Regions from separate parts of the Hordeum vulgare genome. Here region 1 is linked to region 2. Evidence: chromatin contacts called from public Hi-C data. All regions are on one chromosome and are shown on one strand. The core of a region is the stretch at or near the end of the contact, and the rest is flanking DNA. Distances in the headings are between cores, read along the strand shown. Region 1 holds the start of LOC123442978. Region 2 holds the start of LOC123442976 (DNA polymerase epsilon subunit B).

The links. A called contact is a pair of places that touch in the nucleus more often than the background predicts.
Region 1: a contact with region 2 is called in a Hi-C map of seedling, with 2.6 times the contacts expected there. The contact joins the promoter of LOC123442978 here to the promoter of LOC123442976 in region 2. A contact is called at or near these places in 1 of 6 Hi-C or Micro-C datasets (seedling) and 1 of 1 datasets of contacts at active chromatin or transcription factors (embryo).

What each region holds. Positions count from the first base shown.
Region 1 is chr3H:63,577,396-63,582,801 of MorexV3_pseudomolecules_assembly, reverse strand. LOC123442978 reads left to right here and starts at 2,928. Exons shown (of 5, transcript XM_045119178.1): 1 at 2,928-3,101; 2 at 3,178-5,406. The coding sequence starts at 3,395. LOC123442979 (a long non-coding RNA gene) reads right to left here and starts at 2,843. Exons shown (of 2, transcript XR_006630546.1): 1 at 2,127-2,843; 2 at 1-1,912.
Region 2 is chr3H:63,065,820-63,070,971 of MorexV3_pseudomolecules_assembly, reverse strand. LOC123442976 (DNA polymerase epsilon subunit B) reads left to right here and starts at 1,717. Exons shown (of 13, transcript XM_045119174.1): 1 at 1,717-1,944; 2 at 2,066-2,246; 3 at 3,120-3,273; 4 at 3,449-3,580; 5 at 3,850-3,927; 6 at 4,006-4,110; 7 at 4,201-4,281; 8 at 4,370-4,500; 9 at 4,677-4,771; 10 at 5,077-5,152. The coding sequence starts at 1,773.

The sequences.
Region 1 (5,406 bases), core at 1,679-4,178, 510 kb before region 2:
GATCATAACTCCAGTAAATAAAAGGAATGCTCTTGACAAAGAGCAAAGAGAGTGCAAAAGAGTTGCATGAAAGCCCAATTTTGTCTAATAAAATATGGTTTGTCTGACAACTTGGAGACTCAAACCGAGGAAGTCCCGGATGTTAAACAGGTGCGCCAAACAGTAATAAACACAAGCAAATACTCTACCTTCTGAGTTGCTGAGTTACATTGTAAAACGAGAAGCAATAATTCAACACGAAAATAAGGTGAATAATATAAAACTTAGCTGATCATTTCTATGTCTAATGACCTAAGCCATTGCATTGTTGGATGCATGGTACTCAACCTCTAGATGAACTTGACTCATAGCCATGTGAATTGTATGCATTTCGTCTACGTTTTTTCTTCTTCTGATAGTTCGGTTGTATACTAATACACTGAAGCATAACACACATTATCAAGGAAGCTATTGAAGCTGGGGCTGAATGCTCAATAGAATTTTATAACTTCTCGACGATACTACCAGAGCCTAAGACAAGTCTGTTAGTTGCATATCTCCCAAGCTTCCTGAATACACCATATGGGTGGTGAGTGCTGACATGCTGGTATGGCAACGAAGATAAGTATGAGTACAGAGAAATGTTACTGACTGAACGAAAACTGTATATCTCCACCTTAAATTGGATATTACAATAGAAGGGCATATTCGTCCTAATATTTCCTCCCTGACCGTTTCTTCACAAAACGCACCAAATATTCTTAATTATGTTCCAAATAATATTCGTATTCACATTTAGCCCAAGAGAAAATAGAAAGGGTGAAGGACAGCTGGCTGGGCCCATATAGGCCTATGCTCGCAGCAAACGCGGCCACACGCAAAGAAGCCCTAGGGCTGCCCTTGCGCTTGACAGCCACCACCCATGGGGCGGATGCAGCGCCGCCAGGCCAGCGCCTCCACAAGAGCAGTTCCATGATGCCCTCTTCCACCAAAAGGGTTGCCATCTTCCTACGCCGGCGGCCTGGCGCATCGATTCAGTGTTCCTTGTGCGTCTCGGCACCGCCGGCTGATGAATCACCAAGCCGCTCCTTCCGCCGAGGCAAGCGAAGCCACCTCTTCCTCATGGCTTGCTGGGTTGGAGCGCCATTGCTGTCGCATGGAGCAGGCATCGCCCGATGGATTAAGGAAGCGATGTCAAGGATTCTCCAAGGGCAGCATCGAGGGTTCCCAGGTTAGATCTGGCATTGATAGGGTTTGCTTAGGGTTTATAGTTATGGATCTAATGGCTTTCGTGGGGTTGGATCCGGATCTCTTTAGGGGGAGTAAGGGTGGGATATCATGATTTCTTAATTTTGAAAGTCAAAGTTCCCCAATACTCTTTGATGCCAGCATCTCCAGGTATCGAACACACATATGGCAGTTTGGCAAAGTGGTGGGGCATAAAGCCCATGGATAGTTACTGTCATATTGTAGAACCAGAAGTCAGAAGTTAGTCCACAACACAAAGGGCAGGTCCTAGAATGTATTGTGGATGTGCTAGATTATAATTTCTTCTAAAAAAATTCACTTCATGATTTTTTGGGGGGCACTTCAGGAGGTATTGAACCACGAAACATAGGGAGGTATCAAAGAGTGATATGAGAAAAAAAAATTGGAAGTCAAAGTTCCCCATAGCCCCCAACGTGTGTATTCCCAGGTATTGGACACACATATGGCAGTTTGACAGAGTGATGAGGGTGGTTACTGTCATACTGTAGAACCAGAACTCAGGAGTTAGTACATGACACATAAGGAAGGTCCTGGAATAGGTTGTGGATGTCCTATGTTAGAATTTGTTGTATATAGCACATTTCGGAAATATTTTTCCTGAATAAGGCATTACCGATATTCTTCATCTGAGCAAATTGCCTTCGGTAGCTTCACAGCCAATTGCCTGTAAACCAAGGAGGAAGTAGTGTAGGATCAAGCACATTGTCTAGCACTTGTTGTATTTGCCATGGTATTCTTGCAATTATACCAGCGTTAAAAAGTATAGACAATAGGGCAAAAAGAAATCTACTTCAGAAAAACCAGTGCCAACACAGGTAATCGAATCCATAAATTATGAAACAGATCAGAAAAACATACTAGTGATTAACGGATTGTACCTGCAGTGAAGAAAGCAGAGGTATATGTACAAAGTCCTCTGAAAATACTAGCTTTGCCAAACTATCACAGCTGCAAACTTGTTGTGAGATCAAGTTGCAAGCAGGCATGTTGTTGTCATCATAAATTTACTTTCACACTCCAAACACATGATGTGAAAGCCGAATTGATCTTCTCTAGAGATGACAAATAGAAGATCCACACTGCAAACCTAGTAGGCTAGCCATAAGTTTGACATCTTAGGCACTAAGAAGAAGATCAATACAAGGTCAACAGAGTTACAGATACATCCACGAGGAGCAGGACTGGCCGGAATATGATGGTACCTGCCGGCAACCAGTGCCTGGCCTTGCCATCCATCACCCCTGAAGCGGCCTGCCGCGATGTACCTGTTGCTGAAGCCCCTGCTGCATCCTGCGGCCTGAGGTGGGGATGATGAGGAGGTCGGTGCGCGAGGGTGGGGATGCAGGGATTAGGACGAGCTAGCCACTGCAAGATCCTAGAGCGCCGGAGGCCGCGTCACGGGGAACCGCCGGCGGGCGGCGGCGGTGCCGTCGTGTGTGGCGGAGCGGCGACGACGGACGGACGGACGGACCGACCGACCGACGAAGGAGCAGGAAATAAAGACCACCGCACGGGGCGCTTTTTATTTTCCGCCAGGGGCCACGCTCCCCACCCACACTGATCCCAGCCGTCCGATCGCGATCCGACGGCGCGAGAAACCCGGCGACGTGACCCGCCCGGCCCCGTCCACGACCCTATAATACAGGGACTGATTCGGAAAATTTCCCCTTCCCCAATGTCCCCTTCTTCCTCCTCCACCTCCACCTCCGGCCTCCCCTCCCCCGCCGGCTCCACCCAAAATTCTCGCCCCTCCTCCACCCATCAACCCCGGTCCGCACCCCGGGAGACGGAGGGGCACCAGGGGAACCCCAGGCCGGCGTTGGATTGGCGTGGATCGGCCTCCTCCGCTCCTGGTATGGAACCCTAGCTTTTTTCCCCGGCCGGATTGCTCCAGGAGTGCGTTTCTTGATCCTCGTTTTGCTGTGGCAGTGACCGGACGGGGACAAGATCGCTCTTTTCTTTCCATTCCGGCCGGTTGCGGATCTGCTTCCTGCCCTGTTGCCTGTTTTTTGTTAATCTGATTCATCCGTGCATGGTTCCGATCAGGTCACCGTTCTCCGGCGAGCAAGTTCGATCTGGGACCCGCTGCCCGGGTGTGGAGCAGCTTCTTTTCGAGGGAGACAATTGGGGGTTCAACTGAACCCCCATGCCCCAGGTTAAGCCCGCCCCTGCACCCGAGCCACTCCTGCTGGGTTTAGATGGGGATGACGAGACCTTGTCTGAGAGGGGCTCGGTTGGATCCGGGTCAGCCCCAAGCACGCCGGATGCTCGTGGTGGCAATGAGGCCTCTTCCAGCACCCCCTCTCCTGCAGGGAGCAAGAAGAAGCGTGAGAGCTTGAGTTGTGACAGAGTGGAAGCTGATGGTCCAGAGCCAACAAGATCCAGTTCGAGTGACACCACATGGAGCATGGACAGTTTGCGCGACGGCTGCCCACGCTCCTTGTCGAGAAAAAAGAATGGCCGCTCTGAGCATTCAGTTACTTCCGCCGCATTGATCAGCCGGCCTCGTGGCGTCTTGAAGCTAAGGAAGCTTCCCCAGAATGCCAGTGCCGAGACTGGGGCTGGAGGTTGTAATGTGCTTCAACCCAATGGCATTTCCAAGCCTGCCCATTTCATGAGGAGGAAAAGGATAAGGAAACCAAGGGGGCTCAAGGAGAACAGAGTTGGTGGCGATGACCCTGTCAGTTGCTCAAAGACCGAGAATGGCACTCATGATCAGGACATCACAACAAAGTCTTGTTCTGGAAATGATCTCTTGGTTCCAAAGCTGTCAGGTGAACCATCTAAACCTCTTGATGTTGGTAAGGATAGTGCTGGGCATGCGCAAGGGCACATTGATGTTAGCTTGGAAGAAAATGCTGCTATGATGCTCTGTTCTCTATCAGATAATAGACATGATGACCCATTGAGGAACAGAATGGCATCACCAGATAGATCGTCAAACGAATCTAATCTTCACCACTCTAATCACTTGAAGAATCAATACAAGAATGAAAATGATGTAGCTGGTCCTTCTAGGTTGCTACGGAAGCGTGACGGTAAAGGGCCATTCAGGAAGCGTCGCCCACGTCGTCATTTCTATGAAGTCAGCCCTCATGATCTGGATCCATTTTCCATTGTAAAAGAGAGGATCAGGGTGTTTTGGCCTCTTGATGAGACTTGGTACTTTGGTCTGGTCAAGAAATATGACCCAGTGACAAAGAGGCATCATGTCAAGTATGATGATAAGGACGAAGAATGGATCAATCTTCAAAATGAGAGAATCAAGCTCCTCCTTTTGCCAGGTGAAGGTCGCAGGAGATGTATTAATAATACTTCAAGGAAAGCACGTAAGGTGAACTATGAGGGGGAGAAGAGAGAAGACATGGATGGAAACGGCTCAGGAAGTGAGTCAGAGCCCATCATCTCATGGTTGGCTCGATCAAACCAAGTGAGATCTGGTACCTCCAGTAGCATCAGCAAAACAGTTATAGGTCACCCAAATATTGTTCCTGTGTTATCAAACTCATTCGATGCCAATCCGGGATTCTTTGCCTCTAATGGTGCTATACCAGGAGGTTTACCTGCAAATGGGGGCCCGGAAGTTCATAATGATGGGACTACAGCTGGGGAAAGGAGATTCCGTTTTTTTTATTCTAGGAGGCGATTTTGCAGGAGAATGAATGGTTTTGTCAACATTTCAGAACATGATTCACATCTTAAAATCAGAGCAAGTTCTGCAGCGGTTCTTGCCTCAACCACTGGCAGGGAGGCTGATACTGAAACTGGTGCTCCAGTGAAATATGTCATATTGGTAGTAAGCCTTCCACTTAAATCTGTTTACAAGTTAATTTCTGAAGCCTGCAGTGCTTGGCTTCCCAGTACTTTCGTTCACCCTCAGCATGGTTCATTGATTACCTTATGGCCTGCCGTATGTCTGGACATACTTCTCGTTGATGATACTTTAAGTTTGAAACACTTGCTTCTTGAGACTTGCTTAAGATCAGCAGTATCTCTTTTCTGTTCACTTGTCGGAAGCTTCAATAAGGATTCTGGGCTGAATGCTTTTAAGGAATCAGAAGCCCCATGCACCTCGGTCAGATTCCAGATATCTGGTTTGCATGGTAGGAGCCAAGTAGCATTTGTGCTGTTCAACCTCTTTGGAATTGGCAAGACACA
Region 2 (5,152 bases), core at 468-2,967:
TTGTTTTGCAAAATCGATGACCTTTATTTTTCGAAAATCAATAAACATTTTTCACGGCCTGCAGCGGGGCGCCAGGAGCTGTTTCATTGGTCGGCCCAACGCGGGGCGCTGCAAGCGCCAGGAGCAAGAACGAACCCTTGCAGCGCGGAATATCCTATTTGACGCCCTTTGCGTCAAACTATCAGGCAAACACACAGGAGGATAGACGAGCGATTCTTACATGGGCTGGCCCCGTTAACATGTTTCAGTGATCTCGATTTTGGAAAGTTCCCGGTCGGTATTTTCCGGTTTTGGAAAACTTCTTTTTTCTTAGCGAGTACACAATAAACACAAAAGAAAATAAGGAAGAAGAGAAAAAAGAAAAGAAAATAAAAAATAACCATAAAATGTGAAAAAAACCCGAGCTGGTTAACTGGCCGGTCTAGTCGCTTCGTCCCTCTTGTGTGAAGCCATCGCTACTGGACACAGGAGGTCCCCTGCATCGCAGTATAGGAGCTCCCAACAGATTGTTTTGTGAAATCACTAGTTAGCGAGTACAACGATTACTCCCATCTTCACAGGTTGCGACAAGTGGCGCAGTGCATGTCTGCCATTTGTCGCAATCTGAGAGTTTTCTCTTTTTTCGTAGATCCGTATTTTCAAAACGTTTTATTTTCTAAACCGTGTGTCCAAATCTCAAACCGTTTCACCGTTGGCTTCCTCGTGTCGAGATCTTCAAAACTAGATACCATGTTGATAGGTTTTGACGATTTTTTTTTCATGAAAAAACCGGACGAAAAAACCGAGCCTCATGCGATAGAAAAAAACAGAAAACACATTTTTTCCCTTTCCGAGGTCGTGCCTCTCGCGGAAGCAAAACCATGCCTCTCGCGAGAAAAAAGAGAGCAAACAACGCGTTTTCTCTTTTCGGGTGCCTCTCGTGAAGGCAAAACCGTGCCTCTCGCATTCTTTTTTACTGAAAACGCGTTTCCCCCCTTTGGTAGAGGTACGGGCGTGCCTCTCGCGAAGGCAAAACCACGCCTTTCGCGTAAGCAAAACCGTGTCTCTCACGAAAAAAAACAGAAAACGCGTTTTCCTGTTTTCAAGAGCCACGGGCGTGCCTCTTGAAATGCAAAACCATGCCTCTCACAAAGAAACACAAATATAAACGCTTCTTTTCTCTTTCCGAGAGGTACGACCGTGCGTCTCGCGAAAGCAAAAACGTACATCTCGCAAAAAAAAAACAGAAAACGTGTTTTTTTTAGGAAAAATGGAAAAAACGATTTTTTTGGATTTTTTTTTAAATTTTATTTCCTTCCAAAAGTTAAAAAAGACCGGTGAAAAACCAGAACACAAAAAACCCCAAAAAAACCCACTCTAAAAATACGAAAACACGTGCGAAAAAAAATAAAATAATAAAATACGAAGGAAACATTCAAAGCGCGATACATGAAGGTGGCTAAGAACACGCCAAATGGCGGCTTGGGAGAGTGATCGCTGGGAGGCTTCTGAAGGAATGCTCGCTAACTAGTTGCTTTGATTGTTTTGCCCCCGAAATTAACCGGCTCATGCCCTTGTTGTTTTTGAGGGATAGAGGGCTCACGCATAACGCGAGCCCAAAAAAGGGCGCAGCATTGTCCGAAACTTCCCGAGCCAACCCACCGGGCCAAAGCCCGCAGCGGATACTTCAAGCCCAGCGGGGGCGCTGCAATTGATATCCCGCCAGATTCCCCAAACCCCAACCCACCTTTCCCGCCACAGCCATTCCCTCTCGCCTCTTCCCCCTCTCTCCCATGGCGGCGCCGTCGGCAGCCATGCGCAAGAAGCTGCAGCGCAAATTCCGGCTGCGTGGCTTCACCCTCAAAGTTGATGCCCTCGAGGAGGCCGCCGCCTTCCTCGCCCGCTTCCCCGACGCCGAGGACGAGGCCCTCGACCTCCTCCTCGACGAGCTCGACAAAGAGCCGCGTAAGTACTCGCTCCGCCCCACGCTTTCAGGCCGCTTGCCTCCCATTCTCGTTCCGAGGCTTCGTTTTATGGTTGGTTCTTACCCTGTGCGCGTCTCTCTGTGCTCTGCGGGCGCCCGCAGTGAAATCGTCGATACTGGACCGGGACGCGGTCCGTCGCGTGGTGTCCCTACTGGTCGAGGCGGAGGAGGCGGTCGACGCGGCATCGCCTTCCGCCACCAGCGTCCAGTCGGCGCTGCGGGTGGTAGACTCGTTCGTCGTGCCGCGGTTCCAGTACGACCCAATCAAGAAAGTGTTCTACGAGTATGTAAATGCTGCCTCTTCCTTCTAGATCTGGGAAATTGGGTGTCGGGATTTGAGAATTTGCTCTATGTATTGGGTGCTGATGGTTGAATATTGTGATAACGGATGCCTATTACCTGCTTGATTCGTCTAAATATTAAATGAACTTTCACGAGAAATTGGTAGTTTGCAGAATGGATGCAGGACATAGTTTTGATTTTTTTCTTCTTTCGAGAAGAGGGGAATAGCCTTGCATCGAGTGATGCACACAGCCATATACAGTATATTACTTATCTATATTGTTGAACAAATCAGCTTACAACGAGGGACAAAAAAATAAGACTGTCCACATAGGATAAGTCTTGCGACAACATCCCCAAATCATATCACAGAGCATATGATGACATATTAACAGGCAAAGGATGCACTCTCCATGACAACGCCTTCAAGAAGGAATAGCCGCTCGCGCCGATGTTGGCTGGTCTAACCAGATGTCAGACCAAGAGCTTGGCAGCCGGCTGTAGCTGCGCGTCACCCTTCCCGGGGCTGCCGGCGTGGGCTTGTTAGTCTTGTCCTTCAGCGTTGCTGAGACCGCCATGGATAGGTGCAGCACTGGGTGGCGACGGCTGTGGGTCAGATGGAAGCGCAGCTGATCCAATTCTTATAGTTGATGGGAGCTTAGTATTTTTCTTTTTCTTATAGTTGGCCTAACTCAGCCCTGAGAGATTGCGGATTGAATTAGTCTTTTAATCAATTCATTTGTTTCTATAAGATGTCATCTGATTCAGTATGACACATAGATTGCTCTTTGATGCTAAACTAGAACATACGACTTCCTAACACAGGTTGTGTATATGTTTGTTGATGCTATTTCCGATTACACTGTGTATATAGGCATACTGGAAGATTAGCCCTCCATGGAGAAGCTGGAGATAAAGCCGCCCTTTACAGGGATAGGTATCAAGTGCTGCTTCAGAGGCTCGCTCGTGATAAATATTTCTCCAAGCCAGCTTTTGAGTCTGTTATGACTGAAAATGATAGTTGTGAGGTACTTTCTCTCAATTATGTTGTGTTCTACTACTGTAGATTGATTTATGTGATCCCAGTCCACTCTAGTCCAATACTTGGTGCTTTTTCCCAAAAACTTTCTGCAGCCTCTTTTGTTCCCCAATTTTTTTAATCATTGTATATGAAGTGACATACAGTTTCCCCCCTTCATGTAGATTACTTCCATACAGTCCTTAGTTGGGTGCACTGGGCGGAGATGGATCATGGGGGTCATATCACAGTTGGAGGAACGCCAGTTCTACTTGGAGGATCTTACTGGAGCAGTGCCAATTGACTTGGCGAATGCAATATCCTTAGAACCATTGCCATGTTATCTTCATGCAGATTATATATAAATAGAGATGCATGTCTGTGCTCTGCTAAATAAAAAAAATTCTAGAGTTCCTTTGGTCATTGAAAGGTTATGGAAAAATCCTCTCATTTTAGAAGGGATAGTATAGAATACCAATCATATTGGCGTCAGAAATTCATATTTCATTTCGTACAAATATTTTGTTTTAGCCATATGGATTTATGCTTATTCAAATAAGTGCATCGCTTTCCTTACATAGAACACAAGATTACTTCAGGTTTCTTTGTTGAAAACACAGTGATTGTAGCAGAAGGGGAATTACTTTCAAATGGCATTTTCCAGGTCTGTTGTCTACCATAAAATCTTCACTGTTTTCCTGTACTATTGTCTTGATAGTGGTTATATTCCAATCATTTGCAGGTCAATACCTGTGGGTTTCCTCCCTTAGAGGACCGGGCAACATCACTTTCACTGCTCATGGGGCTTGATTTCTTTGGTGGAGGTGTCATACCAACTGAAGAAGCAGTAAGTTCAGAAATTGTGTTATACATGTCACTAATAGGTCTTGTAGAAAACAGCTTTACTGATGAGTTTTGCTATGTTTGTACTAAACAGCTAAGATTGTCATCACTAGAAAATAAGTCTGTGAATGACATGTTTGTCATTCTTTCAGATGTTTGGCTCGACAGTTATGAGGTATTTAGTTTGGTATTAATTCTTGTTTTATATTACTATATTATTTAGCATAATCTCAGGAGTTTGTATGTGTTATCTTGTGGTATAGACTATGGAGAAGTTGGGTGTTGTTCTTGATGGCTATGAAAGCGTGGAAGTAGTTCCTTCTCTCTTTGTTCTAATGGGAAATTTCTGCTCTCGGCCCTGCAATCTGGCATTCAATTCGTTTGAAGAACTCAGGTCTGACTTGTTCCATGGAATATACTCCCTCCGTAAATAAATATAAGAGCGTTTAGGTCACTAAAGTAGTGACCTAAACGCTCTTATGTTTCTTTACGGAGGGAGTAATAAACAGTTTTATAGTGTGCTTGCTTTCCCAATCAAAGACAAAGTCTAAATTATGTAACTTCATGTAGATTGCAGTTTGGAAAGCTTGGTGAGATGATCGCATCTCGAACTAGGTTAAAGGAACACAGTCGTTTTTTATTCATTCCTGGTCCTGATGATGCAGGTATTCTAAAACTCAATGACACACTTTTACCTCACAACTACTGTTATCCGCATGTTTGGTTTGCTGCAATATCCAATTTCATTTTATTCACTAATGGATTAAACTTGGCATGTTCTTTTATATGTCCAATTATCATTTATTGTCCATGCTATTTAACCAATGAATGATTTCTGCATAGGATTAGGAATGAGCTTGTTGATAATAAATACTGTCTGTCTAGTTCTCCATATAGCTGGAATGAGATGTTTTCTTGTATTTCCTAAGCTTGGCATGTTGTTTTCTCTTACATAGTAACACATTTGTAGGACCTTCTAAAGCTCTCCCAAGGTGTGCGCTCCCGAAGTATCTAATTGAGGAACTTCAGAAGCACATCCCAAATGC